Linked DNA regions of Mus musculus: regions 2, 3, 4 and 5 are each linked to region 1. Evidence: chromatin contacts called from public promoter capture Hi-C data. All regions are on one chromosome and are shown on one strand. Each heading gives the region's core, a stretch centred on a gene start, on an enhancer-like site or on the middle of the called end of the contact. The rest is flanking DNA. Distances are from core to core; before and after follow the strand shown.

Region 1 (4,301 bases), core at 1,003-3,502:
CTCGTCTCTGCCAGCCGTGCCTGGTATACTACTCCGAATGAGCCATTACCAATCACTTTGATGTCAGTGTAAGCCACTTCTTGGGAACGCTCTGGGCCTTGGCCTACAGTGGCTACCACTGTGGTCACCTTCCCGCTGTCACCTAAGGAACAAAGGGAATACAATCCACTGATCTTTCCTCTCTAGCCACCACAGCCCAGGGAGGGAAAGCTGCTCAGTTCACTGTAGGGACAGGACAGTGATTATTCTGTGGTAGAATAACTGTCTGGCACACATAAGGCCAATACCTTGGGTTCAATGCCTAAGAATGGGGAGAAGTTATGTCCTAGCGCTTCCTCCAGGAAACCTTGAATTCTGTCTTCCATATAGCAGTACACCAACATTCAAGCTTACTTTCCACTGGTGGATAAAGCACCTACAAATTTCTACTTCTAGCAAGTAGCAGTGAAATCACTTGGTGGGGGCCACCAACACCTCAGGTGTAGAATCCAGCCACACCAGGCTACCCAGCCTTTCTTCCCTTTTGCAGGGCAGGTACAAGGTACCACCTTCCACACAAAGGAGCAGAAACTACGGGGGTGTTCCTTCCTCAAAAAAAAACACTGTCAATCCTCACAGCCAGAGCACTGACTTCTAAATCCTTCCTGGCAGAGGTCCTAAGTAACAGAAACAAGCTGGTCTGAAGAGCCATTGCCCTGGCCCTCACTTGGGGATAAGGACTGGAGGGTTGGGGGTCTGTTACTCTTACCAACTACTCTACATTGTTATGGGCACTGGTCTGGCCTCTGTGTGCTCCAGAGTAGTACCTAGCCTGAGAATGGAGCTGCTCAACTCCACAACTGCTGAAGGCATATCCCAGCCTGATGCCTTTGAAGGAAAGCTTTGGTTTCCAATTCCCTGTCTCTGAGTAGCAGCAAGCCTAGTTGCCACTCTTAGGGACCCACTCCCTTTAGGAAACTTACCAACAAAGGCAATTTGCAAGGGGGACAGTGAGGGATATTTTGAAAAATACTACCACATGGCTATTTATTTTTTCAGAGCCAGTACCAGCCACTTCAAAACCATATTTTATAAGAGGTGTGACCTGTGCCCCCCCACTCCATTTTTGCTAAAGAACCCTGCTCCCTCACCTTGTTTTAAAAGAAAACTGACAATGAGCTTTCTTAGAAGCCTGTGTTTATTCCCAAGCTATTCTTATCTATAAACAATAGTGATTATTTACTGCCATCATCGAGGACTGACTACAAGTCTAAACGTTTTCAGTGGGTTAGGTGATAATGTCAGGCCGTATGGTTTAAACCTGGCCCTTTTCTGTGGAAACATTAATAATTCTGAATCGGTGTTTCTAAAGGATATCCTATCCAAATCACCAATTTTGATGGGAAGGAAACGAATAGCCCCCTTTTCATACAGGATAGTGACAGAAATCATATTCTTGTCTCTTAGGGGACAACAATCCTAGATCAAATTGGCAAGTAACTATGACCTCTGATCCTAGTCTCCTGTGGATGGCAACGTCGTCAAGTACTCGAGACCTTGATAACTGGAAGAATAGGACCTGTGACCTCTGTTTCTTGGGTGTTGGTAATTCTGAATCTAAACTCCAAGTGATGGTAAACCCTCAAACTCCTTTATCTCGGAGACAGAAAGCTCCGATCCTGGCTTAAAGCAGCACGGTGACCTCGAGCTTCTCTCTGGGTACATGAAAGAATCTGGTTGCCGTTTGATGCGCTTGGGAAACCCAGATCACCACCCCACAGGGCGCCCCTAAGTACTCACGGCCCAGCTTCACTCCCGGCGGCGGGAAGCTAGTGCCCGCGCCGGGGCCACCGCTGCCTCCTCCGCCGCTGCCGCTGGGGCCACCCCCGGAGCTCGAGGCTCCCACGCCCCCACCCATAGCCCCGACTGACGCTTTCCCGCCGCCAGTGCCTCCTGGGCCAGAGGCCGAGCCCCCGGGGCCGCCGCCACCACCTCCGCCTCCGCCTCCTGGCTCCGCGAACGAGCTGGTCCGCGCCCGGCCCGAGCCCCCAGGGCCGCCTCCCGAAGGCCCGCCGCCGCTCATGGCGCCGAGCGCAGGCCCAGGCCGCGGGGCTCGGGCTGCCTGGGCTGCCCCCGCCGCTGCCTCTGCCGCCGCCTCCCCTGGGCTCCGGCCTCTTCCAGGCCGCGCCGTTCGGGCTCCGGCTCCGGCCCAGCGCCCGCCGCGGGGCACGCCGGGAGATGAAGTCCCTCTGCCGTCGGCTTCGTTGTCACCACCCTCGACCCGCACAGCACTCTGGGAAATGGAGTTCTCAAACCCTCAGAGTAGCTGACTGCTGGGGGCGGGGTGTGACGGCTCGCGCTGCACACCGGGAAATAGAGTCCTGGCTAATGTCACCCGACTCTGCCAAAAGCTAACTTGGAAGCACTTTGAAAAACACAGTCAGAGCCACACACTCACTACACAGAGGAAAAAGCAAGTCCCTTAGAGTATCTCAGAAACGAAATCTTAGCCACTCCAATACTGAGCAGCATCCAAGAATGATGCACGCCGGGAAATGGAGTCCAGCCACCCACCCAATCTGTGGGCCATCGGTGACTTCCTGCACCGCGTGCATTCTGGGAAATCGAGTCCGCACCCGTGAATACTTAGTACTCTGGCTGTGAAGCACACTGGGAAATGGAGTCATCACCACGCCCTCACCGCATTGCAGGTGTAGAATGGTTGATAAAGCACTATAGGAAATGAAGTCTCAGATGCTCCTCAAACCTTAAGTAGATACTGTAACTGGAAGGAACTGATAGGAAGTAGAATAGGCATCGCGCTCTCTCAGGCCAGCTAGCAGCGTCGCAGTTCCTTCCGGGAAATGTAGTCGACACCAAGAGTTATGCGCGTCGCTTCAATGAGCCTGGTGTCTTCTGGGAAATGAAGTTCAATATTGCCTCACCATTGACGAGGCTGATGAGAGCTACCAGCAACCAGAAGCATGCTGGGAATAATCCACAGTAGACTCTGACTCTTCGTGAAGCTAGGCTCTGGGGCTTCGTGGGAGCTGTAGTCCAAAGGGAGTACTGTGGCTGAGAGTGTAGGTGAAAGGTTAAGGACAATTGTTCCCAAGGGAGACTATAATGTGTTACAATGTCTTCTCTGATCCCTAGGTCTAAGACCTAAACCGATAAGTGAGTGCTAGAAAAAGTAGTCCCAAGCAACCACATATAGAGAAGAGAATAACGTCTCCTTACATTCTCAACGGATTTAGTACAGTAAACAGTCCCGACTATGCCTCAGAACATTTGTTTTCCGATAGTCTACCTTTTTCCCTAGCAATATGGTTAGGACCAAGAAGATGAGCTGCAGGATTTAAAAAAAGAGAGAATTTCTGTCCTGAACCCCCAATTTTTTGCGTCTATCCTCTTCCTAGATTACAGGATTCTAGATAATCTGAATGAAGGGAGCCGACTACACGAAGGAGTTTCAGCTTTCTTGAGTATGTCGAGTCTCCTGTTAATCAATTAATACCCGGGAAAAGTCGCACCAAAGTAGGAAACTGGGGGCTGGGGGGGGGGCGCAGAGACAGAGGTCAAAATGCTGTCAGCTCTCGTGCCTCAGAAACGGAGTCTGTGCTCTACTTTACTCGCAGCCTGTGTTCGTCCTAATTGTTGGGGCTTTTCTGAAGCCTACAGTACTGTCTGCTCAGTCATTTCCCTATTGCAATTCTCAGTGGACACGGAATGGAGACAGAAGGTACTGCTAGCGCTTCTAAAGACTACGTTATCCAGAAGGCAACGCACGGGTACTTCCGCCCTCTTCGCAAAGCCTGCAGACGCTTCACGCTCGACTGTAGAGGGAGTTTCTGGAGTAACACAGTCGCATGGTGGCTGCCGCCCTCTGACGGCTGCTCCCAGTTGAAAAGTGAAGTCAAGCCCCTAGGTATAGGATCAAAGAATCTCACTAGGCTATGTAGCAGGATAGAACACATTATTTAACCGCCAGAACTCGTGGAACCTGCCCAGGGGACCGTTCTTGGCATTGAGATCTGTGCGGCACTGGAGAGCAAATTCAAAGATCTGTAAGATGTTTCCAAGTGTCTAAGCAGGTTCTAAAGATGTTTGGAGGAGTTGATGGGGGTCCATGAAGAGATTAAAGACTTTGATATAAGCAATGTAAAACAATTGTTTGGGGAATTATAGAGAACTCTCAAGGGAAACTTATGAAAGGTGTGAGGGAAAACCTCTGGGCTGCCATGAATGAGGAATGGCTAAGAAACACAAGGAAGAGACGTTGGCCTCGAGAGCCATGGAGATACTTTGGAGGAGGGCTATTA
Region 2 (4,301 bases), core at 807-3,306, about 20 Mb after region 1:
CCCTGGCAATCTTTGCTCTGTCCCAGGACACATGAGACTCCAAGCCTGTTCTGTACGTTGGAAAATAACTTTATTTGTTCTAGGGCATTGGCCAGAGTCCCCTTAGAACTTCTGAAACTGCTTCTTGGTGCCAGCAGCCTTGGTGACCTTGAGCACATTGAATCGCACAGTCTTGCTCAGGGGCCTGCACTCTCCAACTGTGACAATGTCTCCGATCTGTACATCCCTGTGGGGTCAGACAAGGAGTCTTCAGGAGGGGCCTCCCCAGCAATTCCTTCATCCAGACAGGCCAAAGGGGTGGGGGCCACCCTTGCTCCACCCAACCAGTCACCATCTACGCAGTTGCTAAGACTAACAAACTACAACTTCTAGTTCCCAGACGTTCACACAGCAGTCTACACACTCCTGGACCCCACACTGCTCTGCCCATGGGACACCTCCAGCCTAGCCAGTGACTGTCTTGTCTAGAGTCATTATCCCAAGCTACCAGAGTCACCTGAAACAGGGGGACAGGTGCACAGACATGTTCTTGTGACGCTTCTCAAAGCGATTGTACTTTCGGATGTAATGGAGATAGTCCCGGCGGATGACAATGGTCCTCTGCATCTTCATCTTCGTCACGACACCTGGGAGAGTAACAGAAAGGTGTTAGCAGGTAGGAGTCAGTTGAACGGGGCTCCCAAGAAGCTCCATTTATGGCATCAGCTTTGTCAACTGGCTGTCTCAGCAGTGCCCTAGAGGACATCTGAAGACCATCGTGAGAACAGACATCACTTGCCAGCGCCCCTGGACGCAGGAACCTAGAACCACCCTTCCAACATCCCACTCACCAGACAGGATCCGACCTCGGATGGAGACGTTACCAGTGAAGGGGCATTTCTTGTCTATGTAGGTACCCTCAATAGCCTGCAAAGTTAAGAAAGTGGGGTTTAGATTACCACTTCCTAAACAGAACCAAGGATGACGCCTCAGGGCCCATACTACAATTCCCAGGGGCCCATGGGAAGCCACTGTGAAGGGGGCGGGGTGGCTGTGCTCCCACACGTGCAGGGCAGCAGGGATCTCATCTGCTGGAGGGTCCTGTACCTCTTTAGGCGTCTTGAAGCCTAGACCGATATTCTTGTAGTACCGAGGGAGTTTTTCCTTGCCGGTTTCTCCCAGCAGAACCCGCTTCTTGTTTTGAAAGATCGTAGGCTGCTTTTGGTAAGCACGCTCCGTCTGTAGGGATGAGAATTTGGTGAGGTTGCAGGTAAAGTTCAAGGAAATCAGAGACAATATTTCTTCCTTCCTACCTTCAACCTTATTTGCCCCAATCGCCAAAACCGGCTGGTCAGGGCTCTCCAACCACCCCAAGTCTAGTTTAGCTCACACACTGCGTCCCATCTAACACCTCCACAGCCTGCAGAACTCACGGCTGAGATCAAAAAGAGCTTTTCAGCCAGACTGGACCTCCAAAACATACAAATCCACTCATTCGGGATTCAAGCTTATGTCCACGTAGCCGAGCCTGGTGGGCCGGATCTGTCATCCCGGTTGAGGTTGAGGCAGGATGGCAAGTTTAAGACAAGCCTAAGCTCATCGAGGCCAGAGCTGCGCTCACACTGAAAACTACAGCGAGGTCGGGACCGCAGCCCTGCCGTAGAGCGCACGAGGTCCGGGCCTCAGTCTCCATCAAGGGGAAAAAACCTGCTTTACCCAGTGTCCCCGGCTCTGCCGCCGCAGGACTCCCGCGCCGCAGGATGCCCTCCTCCCGCCACAATCCCTCACCCGTTAAGCTCTGAGCTTTAAGAACCAACTCCCGAAGCGCCAGGGACCCCATTACTGCGTAGAGCCCGGATTTCCGAGCCGCCTGAGACGAAGGCATTCGCAGGCATCCTCGCTTCAGCTAATGCGTAAGACAACGAGGACGCCAAGGGATACGCTCCACACCGAAGCGTCGGGGGAAAGCAACTAAACGCTCGAACCTGAATGTCCGCCATCTTCCCGGCCGCCGGAGAAAGGGAGAGGCAGGGCCGCTCCCGGCTTCCTTATTCACCACGCGAGGTCGGGGCGGAAGTGACGCGGGGTTATCCTCACGGAGGTGGGAGGTACTTCCGGCGAGAGCCCGCGTTCCTGGGACTGTCCGTACGCCGCCATGACGGGGGAGGACTAAGGGGCGGGAAGATCCTATCATCTCGCGAGATTTCAGGAGCACGATGTGGAGGAAACGTGCATCATGTGGTACGGCGAGGCTTAGGGCGGAGAAGGCGTGCCGTACGGGTTGGGAAACACGTGCTGGGATTCAGTTTCCAGAGAGAAGCGGCCGTGCAGAGCGGGTCTCAAGAAAGGGGTGAACCGCTTTACAGCAGAGTATCTGCCATACGATGTCAGGAGCAGCCAGCGTCGACCGAATAGTCAACCTTTCTTCCTTTTATTAAAGGCCGACGTCACCAAGGTCGCATGTCCTTTGTTGACAGTATCTCAGGCTGCGCGTCTACCCACACTTTGATGGGTTTATGTCCTGACTACTCGTGGATGAGTGTCTAACCTTAGGTGACCACCCCAGGTAATAGAGGAACCATTTAGCCAGGTGGCAAAAGCTTGTGTCAGTTTCTCGTATTCACCGTTCTAGCCCTGCACAGATGGGCTAGAACAGTATAAAGCATATTTTCAAAATAGATTGACATTTTGAGTGGTGCTGGATCTTTTTAACCCCAGCACTCACGGAGGCATAAGGACTTGGCTTCCAGGTCAGCTAGCTGTAATAAAAACTCTAGTGGTGGTTAACATGGGAAGCATTTTTAAGATTATATGTAAGTACACTGTAGCTGTTCTCAGATACTCCAGAAGAGGGCATCAGATTTCATTATGGATAGTTGTTAGGCACCATTTGGTTGCTGGGATTTGAACTCGGATCCTTCGTAAGAGCAGTCTGTGCTCTTAACCACTGAGCCATCTCGCCAGCCCCCGGAAGGATTTGATGTTTAAAGAACCAGAAGACTCAGGCGTGGTAAATGCCTTTAGTCCCAGCCTTTGTGTCATGGCCTGACCTCCTACAGTCCAGGTACCAGCTCTTGTATCTTGGTGCTGACTTACAGTAACACCATCTAGGACAGGACCCAAGATGTATATCTGCAACTTTTGAGCAACAAAGCCTATCCCGTGAGCAAGGATTCACCCAAAGGGGCCCCCCATGCAGATGACCTGCTGGTGCCCTCTGCCCCTCTCTGCACAGCACACATCGTACACACTTAAGTCAAATAATTTATTAGCACATAAAATCCTCCAGAAAAATACTGCTTTGTGGTCTGCTGGGAAGGAGCAAGGCAGTGCTCCAAGTGTGCACTTGTGAACCCCAGCTCATGTGCAGATCTCATTTTCATAGCTGCAGAATAGGGTACTTGGTCAGGTGGGTGGGGCAGCCCTGCTACTCATTTTCAACACTGAAGCTCAACTGATTCATCCCATGGTTTGCACTTTAATAAAAACTCATGCAGGTGGTGCGCTGTCAGCTCTCTAATGTCCCCTCTACCCACAGGAGCAGTGCCTAAGGAACCTTTGGTCCCCACTTCCCTAGTTGGCGGCGGAGGAAGGGCAGGCCAGGCAGGCATGAGGCAAACAGTCTTTATTGGGTTCACACCAGGAGTCCGTTGGTCTTGAGGACCTCTGTGAACTTGCAGATTTTCTTCTCCACATTCTTTTCTGCCTGTTTCCGTAACCTCTGTGGTGTGAAAAGACACATGTCAGAGCGGTTGCTTCTCACCTGCGCCCCCCTAATCCTGGATCTCAGTGTCCGTCCTCACCAAGATCTGCTTCTTCTTCCGATAGTGCATCTTGGCCTTTTCCTTCCGTTTCTCCTCCAGAGTGGCTGTCACTGCCTGGTACTTCCACCCGACCTCATGCGCCAGACGCCCCAGGTAAGCAAACTGCAGAGGCACAAGGCTGTAAGGACATGGAATGTGCCCCAGCAGCACAAGGGTGAGCCGGAGGGCCTAGGGACCCTATTTCAAGGACTCATCCCCAGCACGGGAGCCCTCCTGGCATCAGCTTAGCCTTTGGCATTATCGGCACTGCCCTAACTGTGGCATCCGAAGACCATCGTGAGAATAAGAACATCATGTGCCAGTCTTGAGGCTCACAAGCCTAACCTGTAACCTAGAGCTTACCTTTCTGGTAGGCTTCAGCCGAACAACCTTGAGAGCAGCAGGGACCACCATCCGCTTTTTCTGTTGAGAGAAAGAGATGCTCAGAGACCTGTTGGGAACACCTAGCAAGAAGGCCAGCAGGGTAGGCGTCTCAGCCAGTGGGGTTTTCATGAGGCT
Region 3 (4,301 bases), core at 832-3,331, about 20 Mb after region 1:
AGGCATGCTGTCCTCCCAGCCCCATTGGGACACTTGCCTATCACCCAGCTGCCTGTCCTGTGGAAGCATGGCCAAAGCCTCGGTGATGTCACGGGAATTCTGAGCTTTGAGTGCCCAGTCAGGTAGTTGAAAGAGCATCCTTCAGACTGGTGGATGTCTTGATTGAGGCTTCAGAAAACATGAACATCACAGCTGTAAACCTCCCCACAGCTGTCAAACCTGCTACTCTGAAAACACCTAATCTTGGAATTCCTAAAAGCCCTAGGCTCCCTAAACCACACTAGCGCTTATCTGAAAATGGCAAAATAGTAGTATCTCTCACACTGGTTTCCACATATAAATGGCTGGATACACATTAGCAATAATTCTATCAGTAGCCCTTCGACCAGGTTTCGCCTTTTGGCCTCAGCCCTGGTCTCAGTCCTACTCTGAAACTATACCTTGGCCTCCACAACCCCCCCCAGCTCCAGCTCTCCAAACCTTCAGCTTCTTCCTGATTCCCTCAGGCATACCTTACTGATGGCCCCCCTACCATATCCAAGCTTCTCTAAGCTAACATTCAAGACTTTCCTACCCTGTATAGCAATAATTCCCAGCTCTGAGGATGCTCTCTCACAGTCTGATACACATCTTATCCAAAGCACTGACTGTCACAGAAAAGAAATTGTACCAAGAGATCCTGGCTGCAGATTTGGAGATCCCCAAAACCATAGACCTTGTAAGGCTCTGCAGACCATGTGAGATCGGTGATCCCTCAATTACAGGGCTCTGGGAGCAATTTAGTGATTCACAAACAGCTCATTACACAAAGTACATAAAACATAATGGAAAATACTTTCCAAGTTTCAAATGGAACCATGAGTTTGCAGGACTGGAGTAATATTAGTAAAATACATATGTTGGCATGCACTTAATCTCATCGAATAATGCATTTTTTCCCTTCCTATCAAGGTCAAGTTGCAGAGCACTGCACTAGATGATCCCAGACAGCTCTACAGACCCTCAGGAATGATTCTAACTCCTCAGCATGGGGACAACACAGGTTCTTTTTTGTTTGAAACCATTTTCTTTTTAATTACTTTCTGAAAGGCAAGTACATTTGAGCTGGATAAAATTCCCAGCGTTTTCTGTTATTATTCTCTACACATTTATCTACTCTTCAAAAGCACTTGAATTTCCTCCAAGACATAGACTGTATTCTTGCAATCATTGGACGATTCTAGTTCCTTCAAACTACCCCACCCTACCCCACCCACCCCTATCTCCGAGTCACCCCCACATAAAACACTTCCCAGACCTTAGCGACTCATTTATGCCTCTGGGCACATCACAAAGCTTGCTTCCCTCTCCCTAGGTGGGAGTACATCTCTTTCTTCCAGGTGGACCTTAACACTTCCTAGTCCTTGAAGAGAGCTTCCAGGCCTCATAAATGGTCCCAGATCCATGTAGATGAGCCGAATGCAGAGGCCAGCATGAGGAGAGACTTCCCAGCCCTAACAAATACACCCCAGTGAACTAGGTGACTCTGCAGACCCCCTTAACTCCTGGGGGAGTGAAGATCTCAAGATGGCCCCAAAAGCCTCTCAACAGACCCTAGCCTACGGTCGCACATAAAAACCATCTACGGCGCCTGCAGACGTGTCCAGGCTCAGCAATGGGAAGGAGGGCCGGCCTAGTCGCGGTCCAGGCCATACGAAAGCCCTCTGGCACCCACGGGCGCGTCCGGGGCCCTAAGAAGGCCCCCTACTCAGAGACTGCCTTGGCCGCTGCAGCCGGGTCCGAAGGTGCCACGCTACGCTCTCCAGGCCCCGTGGCATACGGGCGACACTCGGAGACGACTAGCGACCCGACTCCGCCCCGCCCACCCCGATAGGCCCGAGCCCCGCGGCCCGGACCGCCGCCGCCATCTTACCCCGCCGCTCGGGCTGCGGCTCCGGTCCCGGCGCGGGGCGGGGCGGAATGGGGCGGGGCTCGCGATTTGAGCTGGGGAAGGGCGGAACCAAATTGCCGCGGCGCTTGCCGGGATTTCAAGTACCCAGCTGGGTTTCCGAAAGGCCGGCAGCACCGGAGGCGACTCCGTTTCCCAGAAATCAATGCGTCACATGGAGGTGGAGTGCGCGCGCTGGATGCCGGGAGATGTAGTCCGTGTGAAGACTCCGTCACGCGGGGGACAGTGTACGGGGTGAGAGGTGAAGTGGGCGGGGCTGCTGGAGCGCGCGGTACGACCCCCCTCAGTGTCCTGCGTGCGCGGGGAAAAAGGCGGCGGATCAGGAAGTGATGTAAAAAAGGCGCTCCGTTGTTGAGATCCATGGGAATTGTAGTTCAATTAAGATGGACGCTACCCCGCCCATGGTCGTCCTTTCTGAATATGAAACCCTTCTAATTTTTTTCTCCTATAAATCCTAAGAAGATTTTTTTGAGACGCTGTCTTATGTATCTCAGACGGGCTTGGAACTTGCTGCTGTCTTTCTGCTTCTGTTTCCCCAGTGCTGGGACTCGTCAGTTATCATGCCCAGCTTCTAAAATTATTTATTGGGGGGGGGGAACTAGAGATTGAATTTAAATGCTCATACATGGTAGACAAACGTTCTATGTTATCACTAAACTATATCTATAGTCCTCTTTTCGTTTGTTTGTTTTGAGATAAGTTCATTCTAAGATGTCCAGAATAGGCTTTAACTTAAAATAATCTCCATTAAATTCAGAACTCAGGAGTCAAACCAGAGCTCCTTTACTCAGGACAGGAAAATCCAAACTCTGAGTCTTCTGGTTCAGAGCAGATGAGTGAAGACTCATTTCCCTCTTCCTTGGGACTCTGGAATTTCAATCCTCTTCCCTTTCAGGACGTCAATACCATATCTTACATAAATGTAAGTGCTAAATTCTTCCACAACCCTCCCGGAGCACTCATGCCCTCGAACTCAGAATTCTGGGTCCCCAGACTCTCCATCCTTTGGCCCCATGAGTCCAGACTCCCAGCTTTCCCAGTAGTAGTAAGGAGCCCCTCCCGACCCCCTGGACCGGAGTCGGACCGGAGAAATCTAAGTCTCTAACTCAATACTCTCGTAGGAACCAGTGTCTGAGCTATCAACCGCATCCTTCCAAAGCCCAGAAATCCTGGCTGTCGGCCCTTCTAGACCCGGACTTCCCGACTAGGATGAACTGGCTCATGGATTAGGAATGTGGTGATCTCACAGCCCGTCCTGCCCAGTTACCCTGCTGTCCCCCTCCAGGGCCCCAGCTCCCCTCCCAGTCTATCTTCCGTTTGGCTGGGACAGCGGGAACCGGAAGCCTAAGTCCATAGACAGGCCGAGACGCCAGCCTCTAGAACGAAGCTGGGGCAGAGAACTTGGCGACAATCCCAGGGAGGAGGCGGAGATTAATTTTGAGACCTGTGCTGTCCTAAGATCTCCCTATATACGGCCCTGAGAAGGAGCCCCAAGCCACACCTACCAGAAACAGTGGTCCTTAGATAATAACTACCGCAACATTTAATTTGCATATCCCCGCCCCGAAGAAAACTTTTTCGCCCAAAGATGGGGTTTATTAGCATAGCTCCTCCCAAAGGCGGACTGCAGGAGGAGAGCTCGTGGCTGTGCTTAGGGTGGACACAGGGTCATTAGCATATCCCCACCCCTCTTGGAATTCCCCGTTTTTGCAACCTTGTTTCCCCTACCCTTATTAGTCTAGCTCCTCCCTCACTCTGGCCTCGCCTCCTCCAGAAGCATCCGGAGACTCGTGTCCTCTGGCCAAAGCTCATGTTTATGCAGTATTATTAGCATAACCCACCCCTTGGTCTCTCCTGACTCCCCCTAGGCGGTAGCGGCGGCAGCAGCAGCGGTGGCGACATGAGCAGCGGGGCGGCGTCCGGGACTGGGCGGGGGCGGCCCCGGGGCGGGGGGCCGGGACCCAGGGACCCCCCGCCCGGCGAGACTCACAAGCTGGTGGTCGTAGGCGGCGGCGGCGTGGGCAAGAGCGCGCTGACCATCCAGTTCATCCAGGTAGTGGGCCCTCACCGGGGAGGGTTTCCCCGAGATCGAGACTTTGAGCCCTTTGGGTTCCCTGAAACTTTCGCTTCTCCCAGAACCATCATTAAGACCCTCCTAAGAGGATCTCTAACCCTCTGATTGCGACTCCAAATGCCCAGGGCCTCCACCCCCTTCATGAGGGGAAGCTTTCTCCTAATATGTCCTGGGACAAATCACCCTCCTAGAGGTACCTGAGAGCCCTCATCCTAGTCTGTCTAGCCCCGCTCACCAACTGGGAGTACCCTAAATTCCAAACAGTTGCTCCATTCAGAC
Region 4 (4,301 bases), core at 1,180-3,679, about 20 Mb after region 1:
GCTGGGATTAATGGCACACGCCACCCAACCATTGGCGTGAACAAGCTTTTTTAACCCCAATGCTAACCCCAAAACTACAATTTTCCACGTTGAATTTTGTTTTGTTTTGTTTTCAGACAAAGTTTTTCTGTGTAACCCTAGCTGTCCTGAAGCTCACTGTAAAACAGGTTGGCTGTGAACTCAAAAAATGTTCTTGTCTCTGTCGGCCAAGTGCTGGAACTAAAAGCATGCATAGAATTTTTAAGGTTTCATTTATCTGTCTATCTATCTGTTTATTTGTGGATTTGGCAGGAGATATCAGAGTAGGCCAGGCTGGCCTTAAGGGACTGTGCAACCATGCACACATTTTAAAATTATTCTACGAATCTGTTTTTTCCATATACAGAGTACATTTGTTAATTATTCTGTAGGAACTACAGGAAATAAAATCCAGAATAAAAACAACATCCAAAAAAGTTACTTTAAAATATTGTTTCATAGGATCTAGAGAGATAGCAGCTAAGAGAACTGGCTGTTCTTTCAGCGGACTGCTATTCAAGTCCTAGCAACCACAAGGCAGTTCAACTCCAGTTCCAGGGTATCCAACACCCTCATATAGACACCCATTAAAGCAAGACATCAATGCACATGAAATATAAATAAATAAATTATTTTAAATTATTTAATTTAATAAACAAAGCAATTGCTCTCAGACATACAGTAATCAAGCAGCTAAAACTGCTAACTCAGCAGGGTGTAGCAATGCAACATGGGAGAACTGAGCATAAGGACCAAGGCCAGCCTGGGCTACACAGCACGATTTTGTCTCAAAAAATTATTTTGTTTTATTGTATCATTTAAAATACAGAAGGAGAAATCTAATATTTGTCGGTGGAAAAAATTGTTCAATTCCTTGCACTTATCAAAATTGAGTATAGCCGGGCAGTGGTGGTGCACGCCTTTGAGGCAGAGGCAGGTGGATTTCTGAGTTTGAGGCCAGCCTGGTCTACAGAGTGAGTTCCAGGACAGACAGGGCTACACAGAGAAACCCTGTCTCAAAAACCAAACAAACAAACAAACAAACAGAGTATAAAAAGACATTAGAAGGGCTGAGATGGGGGCTGGACTGGACTGGAGAGATGACTCAGCTGTTAAGAGCATTGACTGGTCTCCCAAAGGTCCTGAGTTCAAATCCCAGCAACCACATGATGGCTCACAACCATCTGTACAGCTACAGTGTACTCGTATATATAAAATAAATAAATAAATCTAGAAAAAAAAAAGAAAGGAAGAAAGAAAGAAAAAAGAAAGGAAGAAAGAAAGGAGACTGAGATGTTGAAAAAGGAATCGGAATTTCAAGGACACATGGCAAGTCCCAGGTCTGCATGGGCTACATGAGACCACACCTCAAAAATACACTAAACAACAACAAGCAAAAGAGAAAGAAAGGAAAGCAAAGAAAAAGAGAGTGGCTGGCATTCGCCATTCCAGGCCAAACAGCTACCCTGAGTTCCAGGCCAACCAGGCCTAAAGGCTGCAACTCACCCAGAAAGTAGAAAATAAAGACACGAAGCTGTAGCCATACTATTTTAATAGCCATACTATTTTAAACTAGAAAATAAATTTTGATTCTTACAGTGCGTGTGCCATGGCATGTGTACAGAGGCCAGCTTTGTGGAGTGAGCTCTCTATTCTACCATGAAGATTCCAGGGGTTACAAGCTTCTCAGGTCTTCATGGCAAGCCCTGGGATGTGCTGAGCCATCTCCCTGGCTCCTAGCCATCCTTTGGAAGAAAGCTTTGGAAGTGATAGTACAGTGATCATATCTGTGAAAATCTGTCTTGCTACCTCGGTGCTAACTTCTATTGTTGCATGGAACAAAGTTTTCCGTGTTTTACCTTTCGACACGATACACCATCATTGGCATTAATTCGTTACAGAAATTACGTGGTTTTCATGATTTTGGAAAAGGTTCTCTTCTGCCTTTCACTAATAACAAAAACAACCATCTCATTTGGTGGTTACTAGGCAACACTGCCTGGATCAAACCATTCTGAAAAAATGAGAGGGAGACGGTGGCACAGCGGTTCGGAGTTTTGAAACAGAAATTATTGTGAATGGTAGTTGCTAGGCAACGCCTGAGCATACGGCCATCTTTGACTGGGGCAGGGTATTTCCCACTATGGAATGAAAGGCCACGCTGCAGTTGCCAGGCAGTGCCTTAGCACTGTCCCCATCCTCAACCAGTTGTTTAAAAAAAAAAAATTAGCACGTAATTACAGCACACATGAAGGTTTGTAGGCAACACCTTAGCACCATCACCATCTTCAAACTAGATTCTTCATTCTCGTTATACAAAAGATGTGAAGCTGTCCAGGAACAACTTGAACGCTTGGCAAGCAATACTTGTCGCCATCTTTGTTAGGGTCATGATGACTTCCGGCCGGGGCGGAAAAAGAATCCTGTTGGAGGGGCTGAGTTGATGAAGGCAGGAATTTAGCCATCCGGCTTCTCGCCCTCTGGCGGCTCCAAACGGCAGGCCGACTTGCTTTCACTACCCGCATGCTCCTAGATCCACACCGAGAGTCTCCAGGGGGGTGACTTGTCGGGTGCGGGCTTCCAGATGGGGGATGAGGGGCCGGGAAGCCCGGTGCATCTGCTGTGCCTCGCAGCCTCTAGCGGGGTTCCCCTGTTTTGTCGGAGTAGCAGCGGCGGCGCCCCCTCCCGTCAACAGGTGGGGGCATTCGACTCCTTCGTCTAAATAAGGGGTTTGGGAAGCTGGGATGGCATACCGTGCAGGGAGTAGAGGCTCGGAGCCTTTAGGGGACTAATAAGCCTGGTTTCCTGAAGAACTTTGGGGGGATGTGGGGAGACGGCAAAGTGGGACAGTGAGGTCTCAATGCTTCCCCACTCTTCAGCTTCCTTTCTCTGTCATCGGCTCTCTCAATGGAGTCCACATGTTCGGCCAGAATCTGGATGTGCAACTGAACTCTGCAAGAACGGAAGACACAACCGTAGTGTGGAAGAACTTCCATGACAGGTCCCTTGGCGGGAGCAAGGGAACAAGATCTGGGCAGTGGTTCCTGGCTTAGGTGACCCCAGAGTCCTGCCAGTGGTGACTTGGCTGTGGGAATCTTTGATAAGCTACTCACCCTCTCTGATCCCTGCGTTCCCAGCAGAATGTAGCCAGCAGCATAGGAATAGCCCAGAGACGCTGAAGCGCTTGGCTCCGTTTCCCAGGCCTGACCTCTACTTCATTCTTGCTTCTCTTCTTTCCTCCCCACAGTATCACTCTCATTGTTCTGTCATCTGAGGAGGGCACCTCTGAGCTGAGGCTGGAAAGAATGCTCCACATGGTGTTTGGGGCCATGGTGAGACTGGGCCCTTTTTTCTCCAAAACTCAAGAGAGCTGCACCCCCAGCCTCTTCTCCTTAGTCCAGACCTGCATTTTTTTCTCACACCCAGACATCCAGACCTCAGCCCTCTTCCCTCATACCTAGGAGTCCAGGAGCCCGACCTCCACCTTCATACACAGGGATCCAGACCTGGCCTTCCTCTCAACACCCATTCAAATACTGTCCTCTCTGACTAGATCCTATTAAGGACCCCGCTGTCCTATGTGATTCTTCTAGGTTCTCATTGTGGGACTTGAGGAGCTGACCAATATCCGGAATGTAGAAAGACTGAAGAAAGAATTGAGGGTGAGGCTGTGGGATGTGAGTGACGTTAGGATCCCTAAGTCGTGCCCATTTGTCTGGAACTACAATTCCCACTATGCATAGGGAAAGCCCATGGGTTCTTGAAGAGCTTGTTTAATCCTGGAGCTGGCCTCAGGTTTTTCTGGGCTGATCTGGCCTACGTGGGTCCTAGATGCCTCTTTTCCTCTACCAGGCCAGCTACTGTCTCATCGACAGCTTCCTGGGGAACTCAGAACTCATCGGAGACCTGACCCAGTGTGTGGACTGTGTCATTCCTCCAGAGGGGTCTGCCATGCAGGTATTGGGGCAGCTATAGAAATAACTGTGTCCCCACGGTTCTGCTCAGCCTTCCTTTGTTTTCTTTCTCTGGACATTGTCCTAACTCCCTCTTATCATCCTGGAATCAAGTTTTACCTGGAACCTTCTCACCAGGGTACACTGACTGCTTGCCTCCTGTCCTGCAGCTTCGGCCTCACAAGCACCCTGCCTTCCTGCCTTGCAGGGAACCCTGTCTAGGCAAATCCGCCTCACCCCATTCTAAGACAGGGCTCCCAGGCTGTCTTGGGACTCTCTCTGTAGGCCAGTCCGGCCGACCTCCAACTTACAACTCACAAACACCCACCA
Region 5 (4,301 bases), core at 1,322-3,821, about 19 Mb after region 1:
AAGTCCACAATCTCCTGGACCGAGATGATGGCTAGCTCGGTGAAGTGGGCAAAGCGTTGCTGACGGGCATCTCGGGACTGAGGGTCTGCACCCAGGGGCCAGGGCTGGGACACAAAAGACCACGGTCACGTGGGGGACTCGCACGCCCTAGGAAACCCCTCCCTAGCCTGGGTGGGCTCTGTCCACAGGGCCGGGCAGGGCGATACCGTGACTTTGGGCTGGTCGGAGAAAGATCGTTTGTTGCACTGCAGCTGCGCGGCAACTAACTGCTGGATCATCAGCTCCTGAGCCGCGGTCAGCTGGATGCCCTCTCCTTCCCCGGAGCCCTGGCTGCTTGCTTCCGAAGTGCCAGGGGAGGCCGCTGGCCGGCCTGAGCTGCTGGCTGCTGGCTCAGATGGGGGTGGTGGCTGCTGCTGTTGCTGCTTCTGAATCCTTTTCTTCCGAATCTGCTCCTCAGAGAGCACGCCTGCGGGAAAGCCGGCCTCAGAGGCGGGCCTCAGCCTCACTTACACCTCCCCTTGCAGGTGACCCGCTCTCCCTCTAGCCCCACCCCTTGCTTACACTGCTCCCGCATGCCAGCCTCCTTGCACTTGCGCAGCCGGCAGAGCTGGCACTTGCGCCGCATGAAGGCATCCATCTGGCAGGTTCCGCTGCCCCGACAGGCATAGCGCCCGGCCCCACCGTGGACCACACTGCGCCGGAAGAAGCCTTTGCAGCCTTCACAGCTGAGCACGTTGTAGTGGAAGCCCGAAGCCTTGTCTCCGCACACGCGGCACAGCTCATGGCCCAGCATCTTCGGGGCCGGCCCCTTCTTCCGCTTGCGCTCAGGCTCATCCTCTGGCTCTAAGATGACTTGGGGTGAGCAGATGCCATGAGAGATAGCGACAAAGAGAAACAGCAGCCGGGGAACGGGCCATGGGAGGTCCCGAAGCGAGGGTGAGAGGACGGGGCTGCAACGCCAAGGGAAAGATCTGCAGGTCGGCGGGCTCCGGAGGACGAGTCGGCGGTGTCAGGGAGAAAAGGAAGGGAAAGCGGACCAAAAGACAGGGGCCACCATCTCCCCGCCCTTCCTTCACAAAGCCCCACACCCCTGTTCCTGTCTCCCCATCTCACCCACGATGTAGGCAGAGCTGGACCCTTCAGAGCCTGGAGGAGGATCAGTCTCCTGCCCCTCTTCCTTAATAGTGGGTGACGTGGCGGAGGTACTGGGCTGAGGAGAACCATTCCCTAGGAAAAGGAAGACAGGACAGTGAGCTTCTCCAACACTGTGGAAGGGGCTGGCTAGGGAAAGCCCGTCACTCACCAGGCACGGGAGTGTCCAGAGAACTTGTGGGGGAAGACATAGTGGGTCACGAAGCAGCCTGCTGAACATAGGGGAGCCAGCCAATTACAGGGCATAATAGGGGTGTCTCTTCTTCCAGTGCTCACGGACTCTTGAGACATGATCTCATACAGCTCAGGCTACCCGAACTATGTGGCTGAACAGCTTGAACCACCTCCAAAATCTTGGAACACACTACTCTAGGCTGTCCTGGGATCTTCCGCACTCCTGCCTCGGCCTCTCAAGTGCTGCCATTACAAGACTGTGCCACACCTCAGTGTTTTTAACTTCTATATTGAGCCCCCACTCCCAGCCCTAGTTCCTAATAAACATCACACACTTTAACATGCCCAACCCGGCCCACTGCTCCTTCCACCTCTCTACGAATCATGACCTCAGAGAGCCCAACAACTCTATTCCTCTTCTGTGAGCACCAACTGTGCTCTTATCATGGGAGATCCTAACTTTGCCCCGCCTCTCCCATCAGGGCGCAACCATTACCCTTCTACCATAGGCTCCTTCAAGGCTTTAACGCACCCCAATACAGACCCCAGACCCTACCCATCCCATCAAGTCCCTGGCCCCACCCCTTCCCACTCTGGAGCAGAAACCCAAATTCCGCCCCGTTCCTCCTAGGCTCCGCCCCTCTCATTCCCCCAAAGCCAATTATAGGTCTTCACTGTGCCACGCCCTCCATGCCTCTGCCCCTCCCAATCCCCCCCAACAGTGGTCTAGGCCCCGCCCCAAGAATCAAAAGCCTTTAATCACAGACTATCTACAGCAGGCCTTCTGCCCATCTGTGTCCCGCCCCCGCCCACCAACCATAGGCTTTCCCTACGCCCCGCCCCGTAGAGTCACGCCCACCTTGTTCCAGGCCCCGCCCCTCTCCGTGCACCAGGGGGAGGCGGGGCTCATGACTGCACCGGCGATCGGGAGGGGGGTCGCAGGGGGTCTCCGACTCTGTTGCCCTGGAAACGGCCGTGGGAGGCGAGAGCTGCGAGGAAAGTGAGGGAAGGATGCGCGCGCTAAGCGGGACCCACGGCGATCCGCGTACCGGGCTCAGTCCCACCTGCCCGGCCGCCCGGCGCACTTGCCTCTGTGTCCGCACCGGTGATTGTGCCTCCACAGCACTTTGGAAGTAACTTCAGAAGCCTGGGAGTAGCTCGAAGCAACAGCGCTTGCTGAGCGAAAAGCAAAAGTAACTTCGCCACTTCTTCCGGCAACCCCGCTGCGCGTCACTTCCGGAAGTAGGCGGACCGGGAAAGGTGACAGACTTCCGGTCTGCCAGGGCGCCACCGACTGTGAGGCCTCGGCCGGAAGTGGCACACCGGAAGTTTATTTCTTCTGGTAGTTCCCCTCTGGGACTCAGAAAAAAGTTCCGGAAAGTTCTTTCGTTTCTTTTCGCAGGTGGCTAACGAAGCAGGTTTTAACCTTTTTGAGTAGTTTAAAGTTCTCTACTTTTGTAGCGGTGCTGCATGGCTGCTTTTTAAAAAAATTTTTGTCTTGATTTTGAGACAGGATCTCTTATTTCAAGGGTGGCCTTAAACTTCTGAGCCTGTTGCCTTTACCTCCCCATTATTGCGGTAGCAGCTCCTCTTCCAGCCCTGTATGTTGGTTCTAAATATTTTAAATTTGGAGATGGCAAGATGGTTACAGGATGGTTTTAAGCCTAAAAAGCTTAAAGGCTTTTCATACCTTAAACTTCTCCAGCTCAGGGCTTGGGCTGCCCTTCCCTTTATAATCCAGCCGATTTGGTTACTGGGTCCTTTACTCTCCTGGCTCGCCTCTCTCTCCTTCTCCTTCTCCTCCTCCTCACATGTCCTGATTCTGGATCTTGTTCACTTTGGACTCTCTTGATGTCCCCGCCTCGGGAACTTTTTTTTTTTTTTTTAAGATTTATTTATTTATGTATATGTGAGTACACTGTAGCTGTCTTTAGACACACCAGAAGAGGGCATCAGATCTCATTACGGATGGTTGTGAGCCACAATGTGGTTGCTGGGATTTGAACTCAGGACCTTCAGAAAAGCAATTGGTGCTCTTAACTGCTGAGCCATCTCTCCAGCCCAGGAACTTTTTTATACAAGAATTTATTTTTGCATTCAGCTTCATAATAGGAAGAAGTAAATATAAAAAAGGCAAATTGGGTGCAGACCCATGCCTGCAATAAGCAAACAGACCCAGGCAAGGCAAGAGGATTGCTTTTAGTTGGAAGCCAAATTGAGCTAGGAAGTGAGACCTGGCCATCAGCTAAATGTGAATAAACAAGTAGCCTCAACCCCTCTCCCATAAAAGTAATAATACCAGCTTTTTCACAAAAGATTGAAATACTTGTGTGAATCTCAGATGGAAAACATTCAGAGATTGTTTCTCCGCACTCCCCACTTATGGACAGTTGGGAATCTTTATTAAGCACAAATTCTTGCTTTTACTTAACTTTTGTTGCTGTTGTTCTTGGTTTTGTTTTGTTTTGTTTTTTGTTGTTGTTGTTTTGGTTTTGTTTTGTTTAGGTTTGGTTTTTTCGAGACAGCGTTTCTCTGTATAGTCCTGGCTGTCCTGGAACTCACTTTGTAGACCAGGCTGGCCTCGGACTCAGAAATCCGCCTGCCTCTGCCTCCCAAGTGCTGGGATTAAAGGCGTGCGCCACCACCGCCCGGCCACTGTTGTTCTTGTTGATTTGTTTGTTTTGCAAGGCAGGGTTTCTTTGTGTAGCCATGGCTGTCCTAGAACTGCTTCTGTAGACCAGGCTGGCCTTCATCTCCTAAGAGAGTTGGCCAAGGCCTCTGCCTCCCATGTGCTAGGATTAGAAGTGCATACCACCACTACCTGGTTTAACCCCCACCCCCTTTTAAAAGCATGGTCTCGCCATTCTAGCTGTCCTAGAACTCTATGTACACCAGGTTGGCTTCCAGGTCAGAGATAGATCCTCCTGCCTCTGCCTCATGAGTACTGGGATTAAAAGTGCCATGCTATGATAATC

Evidence for each region. Promoter capture Hi-C pulls out the DNA fragments that hold promoters and counts their contacts.
Region 2: a contact with region 1 is called in a promoter capture Hi-C map of liver, with 2.1 times the contacts expected there. The contact joins the promoter of Rps11 here to the promoter of Gsk3a in region 1. A contact is called at or near these places in 2 of 39 promoter capture datasets (frontonasal cranial neural crest and liver).
Region 3: a contact with region 1 is called in a promoter capture Hi-C map of liver, with 2.3 times the contacts expected there. The contact joins the promoter of Scaf1 here to the promoter of Gsk3a in region 1. A contact is called at or near these places in 3 of 39 promoter capture datasets (cranial neural crest, liver and pre-B cells).
Region 4: a promoter capture Hi-C map of liver shows a contact between it and region 1, with 2.1 times the contacts expected there. The contact joins the promoter of Fuz here to the promoter of Gsk3a in region 1. A contact is called at or near these places in 3 of 39 promoter capture datasets (cranial neural crest, frontonasal cranial neural crest and liver).
Region 5: a promoter capture Hi-C map of cranial neural crest shows a contact between it and region 1. The contact joins the promoter of Nr1h2 here to the promoter of Gsk3a in region 1. A contact is called at or near these places in 4 of 39 promoter capture datasets (cranial neural crest, liver, pre-B cells and 1 more).

Annotation. Positions count from the first base shown.
Region 1 is chr7:25,235,599-25,239,899 of GRCm38.p6, forward strand. Gsk3a (glycogen synthase kinase 3 alpha) reads right to left here and starts at 2,253. Exons shown (of 11, transcript NM_001031667.1): 1 at 1,780-2,253; 2 at 1-142. The coding sequence starts at 2,062.
Region 2 is chr7:45,122,333-45,126,633 of GRCm38.p6, forward strand. It overlaps Rps11 (ribosomal protein S11), which reads right to left and starts at 2,057. Exons shown (of 5, transcript NM_013725.4): 1 at 1,965-2,057; 2 at 1,087-1,218; 3 at 831-906; 4 at 497-626; 5 at 56-226. The coding sequence starts at 1,979. The coding sequence ends at 103. Rpl13a (ribosomal protein L13A) reads right to left here. Exons shown (of 8, transcript NM_009438.5): 6 at 4,146-4,205; 7 at 3,783-3,905; 8 at 3,231-3,700. The coding sequence ends at 3,614. It overlaps Snord35b (small nucleolar RNA, C/D box 35B), which reads right to left and starts at 779; the gene lies at 693-779. Snord35a (small nucleolar RNA, C/D box 35A) reads right to left here and starts at 4,103; the gene lies at 4,015-4,103. It also overlaps Snord34.
Region 3 is chr7:45,014,168-45,018,468 of GRCm38.p6, forward strand. Scaf1 (SR-related CTD-associated factor 1) reads right to left here and starts at 2,082. Exons shown (of 11, transcript NM_001008422.1): 1 at 1,913-2,082. It overlaps Rras (related RAS viral (r-ras) oncogene), which reads left to right and starts at 3,775. Exons shown (of 6, transcript NM_009101.3): 1 at 3,775-4,001. The coding sequence starts at 3,849.
Region 4 is chr7:44,893,650-44,897,950 of GRCm38.p6, forward strand. Fuz (fuzzy planar cell polarity protein) reads left to right here and starts at 2,430. Exons shown (of 11, transcript NM_027376.3): 1 at 2,430-2,713; 2 at 2,898-3,019; 3 at 3,266-3,350; 4 at 3,612-3,680; 5 at 3,871-3,975. The coding sequence starts at 2,603.
Region 5 is chr7:44,551,394-44,555,694 of GRCm38.p6, forward strand. It overlaps Nr1h2 (nuclear receptor subfamily 1, group H, member 2), which reads right to left and starts at 2,572. Exons shown (of 10, transcript NM_001285517.1): 1 at 2,416-2,572; 2 at 2,186-2,315; 3 at 1,304-1,361; 4 at 1,114-1,227; 5 at 562-852; 6 at 207-466; 7 at 1-104. The coding sequence starts at 1,343.